2 separate regions of the Rattus norvegicus genome follow, and region 2 is linked to region 1. Evidence: chromatin contacts called from public Hi-C data. All regions are on one chromosome and are shown on one strand. Each heading gives the region's core, a stretch centred on a gene start, on an enhancer-like site or on the middle of the called end of the contact. The rest is flanking DNA. Distances are from core to core; before and after follow the strand shown. Region 1 holds the start of Lsm10 (LSM10, U7 small nuclear RNA associated). Region 2 overlaps Thrap3 (thyroid hormone receptor associated protein 3).

Region 1 (7,371 bases), core at 1,622-4,121:
GTAGAGCGCTTACCTAGGAAGCGCAAGGCCCTGGGTTCGGTCCCCAGCTCCGAAAAAAAGAACCAAAAAAAAAAAAAAAAAACTGTCTTTAAAGGAGAAGAAAGAAAATAAAGTCCTATGCTGGAGAGAGCTCCACGAGAAGAACACTGGTTGTTCTTGCACAGGACCCAGATTCAATCCCAAGCACCTGCTTCGTGGCTCACTTCTATCCATAACTGCAGTTCCAGGAAACCAATGTGTTCTTCTGACCTCGGAGGACCCCGGGTACTCAGACGGTGCCTGTATATACATGTAGGCGGAACACTCAGACACGTGGAAAAGAATCAGAGTGAGGGCAGCACCTTCGCTGTGCTTCCTTAGGCCATTTTTTTTTTTTTTATATTTCTTGTACTGTTTTTGTTTTTGGAGATAGGGTTTCTCTGTCCTGGAACTTGCTCTGTAGACCAGGCTGGCCTCAAACTGATAGAGATCTGCTTGCCTCTGCCTTCTGAGTGCAGAGATTAAAGGTGTTATCTACCACCATTTGGCTAAAACACTTAGCATGGACTAGCCTCAAACTCATGATCCTCCTGCCTCTGCCTCCTTCATTAAATCCTACTGTGTGCACCACTACTCCTGGTCTCCTTTGGTTTTTTGAGGCAGGGATTTCACCCTTAGCCGAGGCTGATCCTTGTTCTTTAGCCTCCTGAAAGCCAGGATTATACATGTGAAACACTATGCCTGGCTGAGATCAATTTCTTATTAGCTGAACTCTCCAGCCTGAGAGGAGGACCAGGGCATCCAGACTCTGGGCTTTAGTGACTAGCAGGAAAATGATAGTCTCAAGGACTCTCCAACAGAAAGGCCACTTTCCGTTAGATTTTTTCGTAATAATCTGGGAAACAGGGCCACAATCCAGACCAAGTAAATCCTGGTGTGCTCTCCACCTGCACTCTGCTCCTACACAGGAGCCAGAAGCCCAGTACACACCAGGCAGGGCATCAGGCAGAGACCCAGAGCATTAGAGCATGTGTATCGCAGGACAAGGACTACAAGTCCCAGGAGTTTGGTTTTATGAGAAAAGAAACAAATGACAAGAGAAATGGGATGTTAGAGGTGATTCACTCCAAACACTCTCAAGTAATCCTCACTGGCAGAGTTAACAACTCCTTGATGGATGGGGTCAATCAGTGAATGGAGATTCCAGATACAAATGATCAAAAAGAGGGATTGTCACCTACCCCAAGGCCACCAGCAGAAGGAATTCTGGGTCCCAAGGTGTGTCTGAAAAGTGGAACCCTATGAAAGGCAGCTGTGATGTGTCTATAAGACACCAGGTCATTGGTGGGGAAGGATGGACGGGAGTTGGCTCAGAACACTGGAGGTCCCTGAGGTGGTGCTGGAATTTGAATGAGGACACAGTCTCATGGCCTTTTGGAGGGGAACTCTCGACGACCTTGACCCTTGCCACCAAAGTTGCGCACACGGTGGATGATCTGTAGCTGCTGCTCGATTGTGGCAGTGATGTTCACACCGTCTGGGATATGGACATATCGGACATTACGACCTGTCACGAAAAGGTCATCCAACTCAACCTGATGCCCCCAGCGGTCGGTGTAGGTGACATTGGCCAGACGGATGTTCATGAAAGCATCAACGTTGTCGATGCGTCCTCGGGCCACACTCTCATCTCGAAGGTCCACAGTGGTTATTTGTCCCTGGAGGCCTTGCAACAGGATGATCAGGCTGTTCTCAGAGATGGTTCGCTCCTTCACAGAGTGGCTCAGTGCCATTTTTCCACATTGGTTGGCTGCTCACTGTGGGCAGGAACACACAAATAGATGGTAACTTACCTTTGCAAAGCCCTGAAACTCCACACTAGTGCTCCGGACCCCTCACTGCACTGGATACACCTGGGGAAACTTTTGCCTGGCCTATGCATACCACGCAACCCACGCATCCCAGAGAGATTCACTTGCCTGGGAAGGAGAGGTCCAGATTGTTTTGGTTTTGTTGTTGTTTTTAAAGACAGGGTCTTACTATATCTCCCTGAGTAGGCTAGAACTTGATATGTAAACAAGTGTGGCCTGGAACTCGCAGAGATCAACCTGTCTCTTCTCACAGGTGCTGAGATTCAAGGTGTGTGCTATTTTTAAATGATTTTGGGACAGGGTTTCTCTAGGTTGCCCTGGCTGTTCTGGAACTCTCTATGTAGACCAGGCTGGTCTCAAACTCATCAAGATCCTCCTACCTCTGCCTCTCTAGTGCTGGGATTTAAAGGCGTGTGCTACTATGTTTAGTTTATACCTTTTTTTTTTTAAAGGCACCCCTGATAATTTTAATGTGCCAATCGGCTTGAGAACCACTACTGTAAATTGTAATTTATGTATGTCCTCTGCCAAGCGCTTGTTAATATGCAATCTAGCCAAACATGATGGCGGCACACTTATACCATTAAAGTCTGAGGCAGGAGAAGCACCCTAAACGCCAAACCGGCCTGAACTATATCGTGAACTCCGGGTCAATCTGGATTATGGAATGTTTCCAAAACAAAACAAGCCAAGCCTAGCCAACCAAGATGCATGCATTTAAGCCCAGCTCTCAGGAGGCAGAGGCAGGTGGATCTCCGAGTTACAGACCGACACCCTGTCTTAAAACAAAATCCAAAAGGACAGTCTTTGAGATCTCCAGGCAGGCCCTGACTTTAGCTCCGGTTCTGCTGCTTCCAGGAAGGGAGGCCTGGGGCTTGCCATTAGCGGTCAATCCGGGAAAGTCGGGTGCCTAGTGCGTCCCTTTCCTCACCGCGCGTAAGGGGTTTGGGAAGAAGAGTCCGCAGCCAGTGCGCCAAGGGAAGAGGCCGCCCGGGTCCCAGCGAACCCTAGTCCCCACACTCTACTGCCCGACCCACCGCGTGATGCCTTCCGCCTTCCGCGCGCTACGCCGCCAAAACCCGCCTGTGTCTAGGGGAACACCCACGGAGGCTCAGAGAAGCCATGGCAACCGCGGGAGACCCAGAGCATCAGAGCATGCGCATCGCAGGACACGGACTACAAGTCCCAGGAGGCCGCGCGCCTCACGTCCACTCCCCTTCTCTACCTAGTTTTCCACCTTTGTAGGCTTCCACCTTTGGGGCTTGGAGCTGTGTCCCCTGTTGGCCTTCTGAGCTGATGGCGCTGCGTGAGAAAGAGCATCTGGAAAAAAAAAAATAAGGGAAAAAAAAGTTAAACGTTCTTCACCTGATTAAAATTCAGCGAATGTGGCCGGACGTGGTGGCAAACTCCCTTAATTCCAGCGACTCCAGAGACAGAGGCGCTCTGTGAGTTGGAGAGACCAGGAGAGCAAGGATAGCTAACCCTGTCTCAAAGAGGAAAACACAGGGCTATGGAGAGAGTGCTAAACTTTAGCAATTAAGACCACACACGGTCTGGAGAGATGGCTCAGCGTTAAGAGCACTGACTGCTCTTCCGGAGTTCCTGAGTTCAATTCCCAGCAACCACATGGTGGCTCACAACCATCCATAATGAAGTCCGATGAAATAAATCTTTAAAAAAAAATACTGTATATTATTGCAGATGGCCTAAATCTGATTCCCAGCTCACAAGTGCCTGTAATTAACAGTTAAAAATAAAATCTAGAGCTGGGCATGGAAGCACACATCTTTAATCCTAGCACTCGGAGACAGAGGCAGGTGGATCGCTGTACTTCAAAGCCAGCCTTGGTCTACAAAGGTCAGCCAGAAGCCCTGTCTTGAAAAAAAAAAAACAAAACAAAACAAACAAACAAAAAAAAAAAACAAATCTAGTAAGGTTTAATTTTAACTTATCTGTTTCTGTGTTCGCGTGTAATGGCATACAATGTGTGAGTGGTGGCTGCTCTCAGAAGGCAGCATCAATTCCATGGGACTACAGGTACAGCTGGTGAAAACTGAACTCAGGTCCTCTGAAAGAGTGTATGTGTTCTTAACACCTGAGCCATCTCTCCTGCTCCTAAAAATAACAAATAACATCTTTATTTAAAGTGTGTGTGTGTGTGTGTGTGTGTGTGTGTGTGTGTGTGTGTGTGTGTGTGTGTGTTAGCCAGGAGGGCTAGAAGAGGGTGTCTGATCCCCTGGAACTGGAGTTATAGTTGTGAGCCCATTGTGAGCTACTTGCTGGATGCGGGTACTGGGAACCCGATTCGGGTTCTCTGCAAGAGCTGGATGTATTGTTCTTTCATTTTTTAGGAGGATGGGGTTTGAGAGAGGGCCTCTCTCTAGAGACCTAACTGTTCTAGAACTTGTTCTATAGACCAGGGTAGCCTCAAACTCAGAGAGATCTGCCTGCCTCTGGCTCCCAAGTGCTGGAATTACAGGTATGCACCACCACAATTGGCTGGAAAATAACTCTTTTTAAACTGTGAATTGTTTTTGTTTTGCAGTTGGGTCTCCGGTAGCCCATTCTGTCTTGAGTTCACTATGTTCTGAAGGACCTTGAGCCTCGTTCTCTGGCTTCTGCCTCCCAAATACTGGGACTATGTGCATAGGCCCTTCTCTCTATCTGATCAGATTATTACTAAGGCCTGCTTTGTTCACTGTGTGTTAAGCCAATCACCAAAACGATGCATTTTGAGTGGGGGAAGCTTATTCCTGGGGCACCCAAATATAAGACAGACCCCCTCCTCCACTGTCAAACCTGGCTTCCCCAGACAGAATGGCTTGACCTGTAGGGAAGGCAACTGGGAAAAAAAGAAGTGAGATGATTTGTGATCTGCATAGGGTGATCGGACTTCACCGATCTTCACAAGATATTTGCTTAGAACATTCCAGAATTTTCCTGTTGTAAGTGTGGAGTTTGGTCCTAATCCAAAGTCACCCACTAGACATTTGCACAGGCCCGGGGAAGGATTGGTGATTTCAACTAGTTTGGATCCCAAGTTCCAGTTTAAAAACAAAACAAAACAACAACAAACCACAGACAACTATTTCCATCAGAATCTAGGCCAGTGTTGTCTGCAGCAAACTTTCTGGGAGTAGACCGCTGAGTCACCTTTGGTGACAGGGCTTCATCAGGTTTCTTTGGGCATAGTGCCTGCCTACATGCAGCTTGCTCTGCCACTCTTTGTCCCATGCCTGACACTTGTCTCACACTGCCCTTTCTCTAGGTATCTCTGTGGCATATTTCTCCTTTGAGGCAGTGTCTCATCTAACTCAGGCTGTCACTAAACTCCAGATCCTCCTGTTTCTGACCTCAAGTACTGGGATTATAGGCCTGTTGGCTCTTTTGCTTTTAGGACTGTTGCGTCATGTTGCAAGCTGCAGTTGCATGAAGAAAAAGTGGAGGGTTGGGGATTTAGCTCAGTGGTAGAGCGCTTGCCTAGCAAGCGCAAGGTCCTGGGTTCGGTCCCCAGCTCCAAAAAAAAGAAAAGGAAAAAAAAAAAGAAAAGAAAAGAAAAGGAAAAGTGGGTCTCTGTGAGTCCTACATCAGACAGGGTAACAAAGTAGGAGCCTGTTTCCGGTACCCCCAATTTTTAAAAATTGTGTGCTGAGTGAAGGGGAGGGGTGCACATATAAGTGCAGATGCTCTTGGAGGCCAGAGGAGGGCATCAGATCCCTTGGAGCTGGAGTTAGAGGTGACTATGAGCTGCCCGTGTGCTCTTTCTTACCTATTGAACCTAGTCTCTCTAGAACCTAGAACAGGGTAATTGGGGGAGGTGGTTTAACAGTTAAGCGCACTGGATACAGTAGGCTCTCCTAGATGACCCAGGTTTGGTTCCCAGCACCCACATAGTGGCTTATAACCATCTCTCTAGAACCTAGTCTTGAATTTCTGACCCTCCTGACTTCACCCCTGGAGTTCTGGGACCATAATCCAGCCCTACTACTCTCAGCCCACGGTGGGATTGAGATCCTGGGGAAGAAGAAAAGGCCTGGTTTGTTCTTTACTGGTGTGCCAGAGGCCTCCACAGCCTTGGCAGAGCCAGGGAAAGCAGCAAAGGGCTTCTGCAGGTTGCTAAGAAAATACTGTGCTGGATAGTCAGTCTGTCACTGTCCCTTTAGGAAGGAGATGATTTGAAGGACTGATACTGTTTCTGGTCCTTGTTAACTACTCTATGGACTTGTGACCTAAGCTCCTTAGGACTTAGCAGACTTTAAATCTGACCAATGACAACCCAGCAGGTGCTGTCTCAGCTCAGTGCTGACATTGTTGGTGTCACATGTTAATGTGCCTAGGCTGGCTTTAGTCCTACAGCTGAGGCTGCTCTTGAATTCCTGACCCTCTGGGCCTTTACCTCCCAAGTGCTGAGATTACAAGCAAGCAGTATCTTACCTTGTTTTTATATTTTTGGAGTCAAGGTTTGGTTGTGTAGCCCAAGCTGACCTGGAACTCACAACCCTCCCCTCCTCCTGCCTCAGCATTTTAAATGCTAGGATTAGAGAATGGTGAGATGGCTCAGTGGTTAAGAGCATTTGCTCCTTATCCAGAGGTCTCAGATTCAATTCCCAGAAGCACATGGCACCGAACAACTGTCTCTAACTCCAGTTCCAGGGGATCCAGTGCCATCTTCTGACCTCAGTGGGCCCTGCATGTATGTGGTAACCAGCCCAGACGTACATGCAGACAAAATACTCATACACATAAAATAATAAAACAACTTAACGAGGGTTAGGATTAAAGATGTGTGCCACCAACCCCAGCTAAAGTTTTACCTCTAAAAATGGTTATTTTAGTGGACCACAAAAACTGACTTTTTTTTTAAAGATTTATTCATTTATTATATGTAAGTACACTGTAGCTGTCTTCAGACACACCAGAAGAGGGCATCAGATCCCATTACAGATGGTTGTGAGCCACCATGTGGTTGCTGGGATTTGAACTCAGGACCTCTGGAAGAGCAGTCGGTGCTCTTAACCACTGAGCCATCTCTCCAGCCCAAAAACTGACTTTTTCCTCTTGGAACCAAGGGCTAAATATTTCTTCTCTTCCTCTTTATTCCAGCATTCTTTGAGCAACCATATAAAATGGCTTTTTATTTGGTTGGATGTTGTTCTTGTTTATTTACCTCCAGTGCCTCTAACTCTGAAAATAAGAGAGGAACGGTTTTATTTATTTTTTATTTACTATACATAGGTGTTTTGCTACGTTTGTTTGTGTGTGTGCCTGCTGCCTGTGAAGGCCAGAAGCAAGTCCTGATTCTGGAATTGCAGATGTTACACACAGTTGTAAAGCAACATGCAGGTTCTGGGAATCGAACTTGGGTACTCTGGAAGCAGTCGGAGCTCTGAACTACTGAGTCCTCTCTTCAGCCTGTGCTGTTTAATTGAGAGGAAGCCATGGTCATAAAAGAGCTGGAAGGATAGGAGGAAGCAGGGCACAGGGCTGTGTGAAGACACCCTAACCCCGTGTCTCGCCTGGG
Region 2 (7,371 bases), core at 1,367-3,866, 87 kb before region 1:
TAGAGAGTGACAGATTCCTTGGAACTGAAGCTAATATATAGCTATGAGCTAGCATGTGAATGCTTTGACCCAGGTCTGCTGCAAGAGCAGATGATTGATATATATATATATATATATATATATATATATATATATATATATATATATATATATATATATATATATAATGGGCAAGCGGTGCCACAATTAGTATGAGGTCAGAAAATTGCAGGAATTGATACTCCCCTTTTATGTGTGTCCCAGGGATTGAACCCTGGGTTGAAATGCTTAGTGACAGGCATGGTTATCTGATGAGCTATCGGGCATCTGGCAAGCCTCAGGACTCAGGAACTATCATTTTAAAAGCACATGTAGCCAGGAACTCTGGCACATGTCCTCTTTTAGTCCCAACATTTGGGAGGCAGCGTTAGGCAGATCTCAGAGTTTGAAGCCAATCAAGGCTGCATAGTCAGAACCTGTCTCAAAAACAAAACAAAAGCAAACATGGCCCAGTGTTGCTCCATGGGAGAGTGCTTGCTGAGTGTGTGTAAGGTTCTGTGCACACACAAAAGCCTCTCAGGCAAGTTTACGGTCTAGAAAGACCATGTTTTTAAGTGAAGCATTGTACCAGTGAACTATATCCCTAATCCCTTCTAAATTTTGTCTTCAAACCAGGTCTTGCTAAATCCCCTAGACTATCCTCTAGCTTCAGTTCTCCTGCCCAGGCCTCCCAGGTTAACTTAAGATCACATGTATATTAACATGCTTGACAGAAGGTTTCTGTTTTGTGTTTGTGCCTGCACCTGCAGAGGCTAGAGGACACCAAATCCTCTGGAGCTGGAGTTAGAGCTATGACAGCTTACCCGCTGTGAAATGCTGTGGGTGTGGGGAACCAGATTATGGTCCTCTGGAGGAGTAGCAAGTTCTTTTAACCATTGAGCCAGTTCTCCAGTCCTTTTAACCAACCATTGAACCGGTCCTCCATTCCCTGGTCCGTTGTGTTGTTTCCTGAGACAGTAGCTCACGTGTCCGAGTGGCTTCAGACCTGCTGTGTAGCTTTGAGTGTTGTTTCTTTTTCCTGATGCTACTGCCTTACCTTGACAGTGCTGAGATTACTAGGTGTGCAGTAGCATGGCTGGCTAGACTTTTAATTAATACAAAATAGTGAATTTCATTATCGATTTCCATACATGAATACCATATACCTTGATTATGCTATTGTTTCTGAAGGGATTTTATTTTATATCTTGAGAGATAATATTTTTTTAGTATCCCCTAGTAATAGTAGTAGTAATATTATGATTGGCAGAATAAATGGTATTTAAGGGGGCTGGAGAGATGGCTCAGCAGTTGAGAGAGCTGACTGCTCTTCCAGAGGTCTTGAGTTCAAATCCCAGCAACCACATGGTGGTTCACAACCATCTGTAATGAGATATGATGCCCTCTTCTGGCGTGTCTGAAAATAGTAACTGTACTTATATATAATAAATGAATAAATCTTTTTAAAAAATGGTATTTTAAGAATCTCGGGGCTGGGGATTTAGCTCAGTGGTAGAGCGCTTACCTAGGAAGCGCAAGGCCCTGGGTTCGGTCCCCAGCTCCGGAAAAAAAAAAAAAAAAGAACCAAAAAAAAAAAAAAAAGAATCTCATCAGATGTCCTAAATATTAGCACTCAGTGGGCAGCGGAGGCAGCTCTCTGGAAATGTGAGGCGGCCAGCTTAATCTGCATAGCAAGTTCCAGGCCAGCCAGGGCTACCCTGAGTCCCTGCCGCACCAAAGGTGGGGGTGGGGGTTGGGAGGAGAGAACTAAGTGAATTTGTACAAACCACTTTTTAAAATTACTATATTTATGTGTGTGTGTGTGTGTGTTAGTGTGTTAGTTAGTTAGTTGTAGCACATAGCAGGAAATCAGAAGACAACTTGTGGGAGTTGGTTCTCTGGCATGTGGGCCCTTGAGATCAGATCAAACCAAAAATGGAACTCAGGTTGTCAGACTTCCTGCTGACTACCCTCATTTCTGACTTCTTTGCTGTCTTGGTTAGGGTTACTATTGCATGATGAAACATCTTGACCAAAAGCGAGTTGAGAAGCAAAAAGGTTTATTTTTAGCTTATACTTCTATTGCTGTTCGTCGCTAAAAGAAATTAGGACAGAAACTTAACATGGGCCAGGGACCTGAAGGCAAGAGCTGATGTAGAGGCCATGGAGTGGTGTTAGTTATGTGGCTTGTTCAGCCTATTTTCTTCTAGAATCCAGGATCACCAGCCCAGTGATGGCCCTGCCCACAACGGGCTAGGTCCTCCTCCATCAATCACTACTTAAGAAAATGTCTTACATAGTACAGACTTGCCTATAGCCCAATCTTAGGGAAGTATTTTCTCAATTGAGGCTCTTTGCTCTCTGATGACATAAACCAGCCAGTACACCGGCCCTGGCTTTGGCCTTTTTGATGGTTCCTAGTTGTCTAAGGCATTTTATTTTTGAGTTCTTGTGGTTCTCTCAGTGGACCTTGGCTCTGTCACAGTCCTCCTGTATTAAATAAAAAAACAGTTCTGGCCTTGCCGCTGAGTTGAAAGATGTTCACACTGTGGGGAGGTGACTCTCCCTGTGCTTGGGTGCCTTACAGTCAGATAGTGCCACCTTGTGGTACCTAAGTGAGATCATCGAGTTCAGCCACAGAAATTTGACCTAAATTAAACCATCTCCAGTCTCTAGAACAAAAGTAGTGTTTTGTGTTTTTCTGATCTAATTTTGGCAGATTCTTTTGAGCTTTTCAATGGCTGTGTTCTTTGTTTGACAGCAAGCTGTTACAATTGTGCCTTTACAACCTCAGGTCTCATATGTAAGACCTTTATCTACCTGCTAAGTGTCCTGTGCCTGTATGTCTTTAGTTTACAGAATTGAGGGAACAATTGCTTCCACAACAAAACTGAAAACAAATATACAGAACCATATGGATTGGAGTGTTAACCTTTTGTTGGCAGTTATTTTTTTTAACTGAAAATGCTCTTTAAAAAACATTTCCCCATTCCCTTCCTCTGCAGTTCTAGGTCTCGTTCCAGATCATACTCTCCAGCTCATAACAGAGAAAGGAATCACCCCAGAGTATATCAGAATCGAGATTTCCGAGGTCACAACAGAGGCTACAGAAGGCCCTATTACTTCCGTGGACGAAACCGAGGCTTTTATCCATGGGGCCAGTATAACCGAGGTGGCTATGGAAATTACCGTTCTAATTGGCAGAACTACCGGCAAGCATACAGCCCTCGTCGGGGCCGATCCCGATCTCGGTCCCCCAAGAGAAGGTCCCCTTCACCAAGGTCCAGGAGCCATTCTAGGAACTCGGATAAGTCATCCTCTGACAGGTCAAGACGTTCTTCGTCCTCCCGGTCGTCCTCCAACCACAGCAGAGTTGAATCATCTAAACGAAAGTCTACAAAAGAGAAAAAGTCCTCTTCCAAGGATAGCCGGCCATCTCAGGCAGCTGGTGATAACCAGGGAGATGAGGCTAAGGAGCAGACATTTTCTGGAGGCACCTCTCAAGATATAAAAGGGTCTGAGAGCTCAAAGCCATGGCCAGATGCTACCACCTATGGCACTGGTTCTGCATCACGGGCCTCGGTTTCTGATCTGAGTCCCCGGGAGAGAAGCCCAGCTCTCAAAAGCCCCCTCCAGTCTGTGGTGGTTAGGCGAAGGTCACCACGCCCTAGCCCTGTGCCCAAACCTAGTCCTCCTCTTTCTAATGCATCCCAGATGGGCTCATCTATGTCAGGCGGTGCTGGATATCAGTCTGGAGCACACCAAGGTCCGTTTGACCATGGCTCTGGGTCTTTGAGTCCATCCAAAAAGAGCCCTGTGGGTAAGAGTCCACCAGCCACTGGCTCTGCATATGGTTCATCTCAGAAAGAGGAGAGCGCTGCTTCGGGAGGAGCAGCCTACACAAAAAGGTAAGTTTCTCATTTCCGCATCCCCAAGTGGCCAGCAGCTTAGTGCAATAATAATGCCTGAGTTACTGCTCTGATTAATAGCAATAAGGTAATACCTGCTTCCTTGACTCTTCATTAAAGGCCTCAGGAAACCTTCAGCCTAACTCAAGGTTTCCTGCGTATGTAGTGTAGTACAAGTTTCTTTAGACTCGTCTGCAATGGTGTGTTTTCATTAAACACTGCCTTGGATTCTACCAATCTAAGCTAGGAAATAGTAGAGGTTTGAGGGTCAGCTACCAAAAATATGTCTTTGCTAACATGACTGGCCACTGGAACTGTAAACCTCTAGGTTCTACCATCTGCCGTGTTTGATACACATTGGTCCATCATGATAAAGAGCCACACTGAAGAGAATGAGCAAAATAGGAAAGGCCAAGGCTTAGTCCAGGAGAGCCGTTATTTAAAAACACAGGGCAGGTGTATGTCCTAGTAGAAGTTGCAAGCTTTGTGTTACCCTGGAAGGGAGCATAGTGAGTTTGATAAGGAATTGTTTCTGTGTGGATTGGATGGAGTCAGAGGTCATAGGAAAGGTGCCAGAACTGTTTAGTCAGGAGAGACTCAGCGAGAGGTTCCTTCTTCAGTTCTCTACTCCTGGTAGCACATTCTCTGGTGCTGGCAGTCATGTGGCTCTTTGCCATGTTCATTCGTGTTGACCATTTATTGCCCATAATTACCTAAGTCTGCAGTTAGGTTGCTTTGCAGTATATGTTTTAGTCCTTGACAGCACTGAGTGTAGGTTTGAGTCTGGTCCCTGCTTTTCTATTAGGAGAATAATGATTTTGCCACCTCCCTTCATAATTTCCCCCATTAACAAGTATTTTGTTTTTATGTGTTCACAGTATGTTTCATTATGTAGATCTTCTAGGTGACTTGAAGCAAATTTGAAGTCTCTTTTGAGACTTGTATTTCCAAATGTGAGTTGTATAAAATCAAAACAGTCCAAGGTTGAACATTCTGTTTGCTTTGCTGAAAGCAGATTTTTAAATGAATGAGTGAAAGTTGGGGTAAGACTTTAGTTGTTTTCCCCTTAGACCACATTGCAGGTAAGTAAAAAATAATTTTCAGTATCCTAAATAACTTGCTCTTCTGGGTTTTTGGTTGTTTTTATAAGGCACAGTTCCACTGACTCTTAAATGCTGAGCTCATAAATTGTTAGAAATGTTTAGAAAAGAACAGGTAGACAGTTCTGATAATACTGAAAGATAGGTATGCTTGCTCAGAGACTTCAAACCAGAGCAGGAGGCTTAGGTCTCTTGTGTGTCTCCCTTGTGTCTTTATAACTAGGTATCTGGAAGAGCAGAAGACGGAGAATGGGAAGGATAAGGAGCAGAAACAAACAAATACTGATAAAGAGAAGCTGAAGGAGAAAGGGGGCTTCTCTGATGCTGATGTCAAAATGAAATCTGATCCATTTGCTCCCAAGACGGACACTGAGAAGCCCTTCCGAGGCAGCCAGTCACCCAAAAGGTATAAGCTCCGGGATGACTTTGAGAAAAAGATGGCTGACTTCCACAAGGAGGAGATGGATGAACAAGATAAGGACAAATGTAAGGGAAGGAAGGAACCTGAGTTTGATGATGAGCCCAAATTTATATCTAAAGTCATAGCCGGTGCAAGCAAAAACCAGGAGGAAGAGAAGTCAGGCAAGTGGGAGAGCCTGCATGCAGGGAAGGAAAAGCAGAGGAAAGCAGAGGAGCTGGAGGAGGAGCCTTTCACAGAGAGATCCCGAAAGGAGGAACGTGGAGGGTCCAAGAGGAGCGAAAGTGGGCACAGGGGCTTTGTGCCAGAAAAGAATTTCCGGGTGACTGCATACAAGGCGGTCCAGGAGAAAAGTTCATCGCCTCCCCCAAGGAAGACCTCTGAGAGCCGTGACAAGCTGGGAAACAAAGGAGACTTTTCCTCAGGGAAGTCTTCCTTTTCCATTACTCGGGAGGCCCAGGTCAATGTCCGGATGGACTCCTTCGATGAGGACCTTGCACGGTGAGGAGTGCTCCTTGTTGACCCCCAGGGCTCTAATGGCCTAAATAGTTTCCTTACCCAGTCTTTCTGAGGATGGAAAGTTTCCTTGCTGCCACCTGTCAGTGCCAGCACCTTTATATCTGTCCCTGGAGTGGAGAGTGACTATGGCTTACAGAATGATGATGGCCCATGAGCATTGTGGGGATAAAGGATCTTTCAGCCCTTTGTGGCTGGCTTTCTTTGTTTCTGGGAACTTGGAGCAACTATTTTGGTCTGTTTTCCCTCCAAACCAACTCACACCCACATTGTTTCTTTTACCTATGAAGACACTTGAGAACCGTGTCTCCATTTTACGTGGGTCACCAGAATCTATTTTTTGCCACCATTAAATAGCAGAAAACTTCAAATTGATGGACTCTGCCTCTTCCGTTCTTCCTCTAACTTCAGGAAAGCATGGTAGAACCCAGACTGACTGCTTTTTGACTTAGTATAATCTACCCAGTTAGTTGGAACTCTGCCTGAGTGGTGTTCTAGCCACATGTTCCATCCACTCTTGCTACTTCTGTTTAAGAAGCGGGGAGGGGGCAGACATGCCACAGCATGCACGAGAAGGTCAGAGGACATCTTGTGGGAATGAGTTTTTCTTTTTGCCTTGTGGGCCCTGGCTTGGTGGCCATCACCTGTACCCACTGAACCATCTCACCAGCCCCACTTCTTTATGTTGCCTCGTTGAATGACCTTCCTAGCCAAGTTAGTTGATCGTTTACAGTATTTTTGTTTGATGTATGTGTTGAAACAAGTACGGTCACTAAGGTTTAATACTTCCCCACTTGAAGATTCTCAGTGAATTTTGGACCAACCTTTCCTTAGTTGTAATGTGATAGAGAACAAAAGGAACATTTGTGGATAGGCTTAAAACTTGGAATTGCCGGGCAGTTGGTGCTGCACACCTTTAATCCCAGCACTCAGGAGGAAGAGGGAGGTGGATCTTTGAGTCTGAGGCCAGCCTGATCTACAGAGCTAGTTCCAGGACAGTCAAGGCTACACCGGGAAACCTTATCTCAAAAACCAAAACAAACAAAGCAAAACAAAACAAAACCTTGGAACTGTCTCAAAGAAAAAAGGAAGGAGGGGCTAGCAAGATCCACTAAGCCTGGTGATCTGGAAGGAAAGAAATGACTCCTACAAGTTGTCTTCTGACTTTTACTTATGTATTCCACACTCTTTCATCCTCCCCTCCCTGGCACAAAATAAGAGGAAGCTGTGGTTCCATGTTGGAAAACTCAGATATTTAGTATGTACAAAGGCCCTGGCTTTGATGCCCTGCATTCTATACCCTCACCCAAGCTTATAAAGGCTGGCCCAATTGTGCAGTTCCAGTACTCAGGAGGCTGAGGCAGGAAAATCACAAGTTCACAACCAGCCTTGAGTTACATTGGGGGCGGGA

The links. A called contact is a pair of places that touch in the nucleus more often than the background predicts.
Region 2: a contact with region 1 is called in a Hi-C map of the A7r5 cell line, with 2.3 times the contacts expected there. The contact joins the enhancer-like site here to the promoter of Lsm10 in region 1. A contact is called at or near these places in 2 of 12 Hi-C or Micro-C datasets (the A7r5 cell line and the Rat2 cell line).

What each region holds. Positions count from the first base shown.
Region 1 is chr5:143,654,056-143,661,426 of GRCr8, reverse strand. It overlaps Lsm10 (LSM10, U7 small nuclear RNA associated), which reads right to left and starts at 2,871. Exons shown (of 2, transcript NM_001108976.1): 1 at 2,782-2,871; 2 at 1,043-1,796. The coding sequence starts at 1,772. The coding sequence ends at 1,404. It also overlaps a transcript of Stk40 not described here.
Region 2 is chr5:143,741,061-143,748,431 of GRCr8, reverse strand. Thrap3 (thyroid hormone receptor associated protein 3) reads left to right here. Exons shown (of 12, transcript NM_001009693.1): 4 at 3,024-3,926; 5 at 5,250-5,945. Among named protein-coding and RNA genes, the nearest start is that of Sh3d21, 16 kb to the right of the region's middle. Within about 2 kb of position 2,616, at least 9 of the 93 cell types and tissues checked have an H3K27ac peak or open chromatin away from gene starts, as enhancers often do. A contact at or near this core is called in the A7r5 cell line, where this site is marked.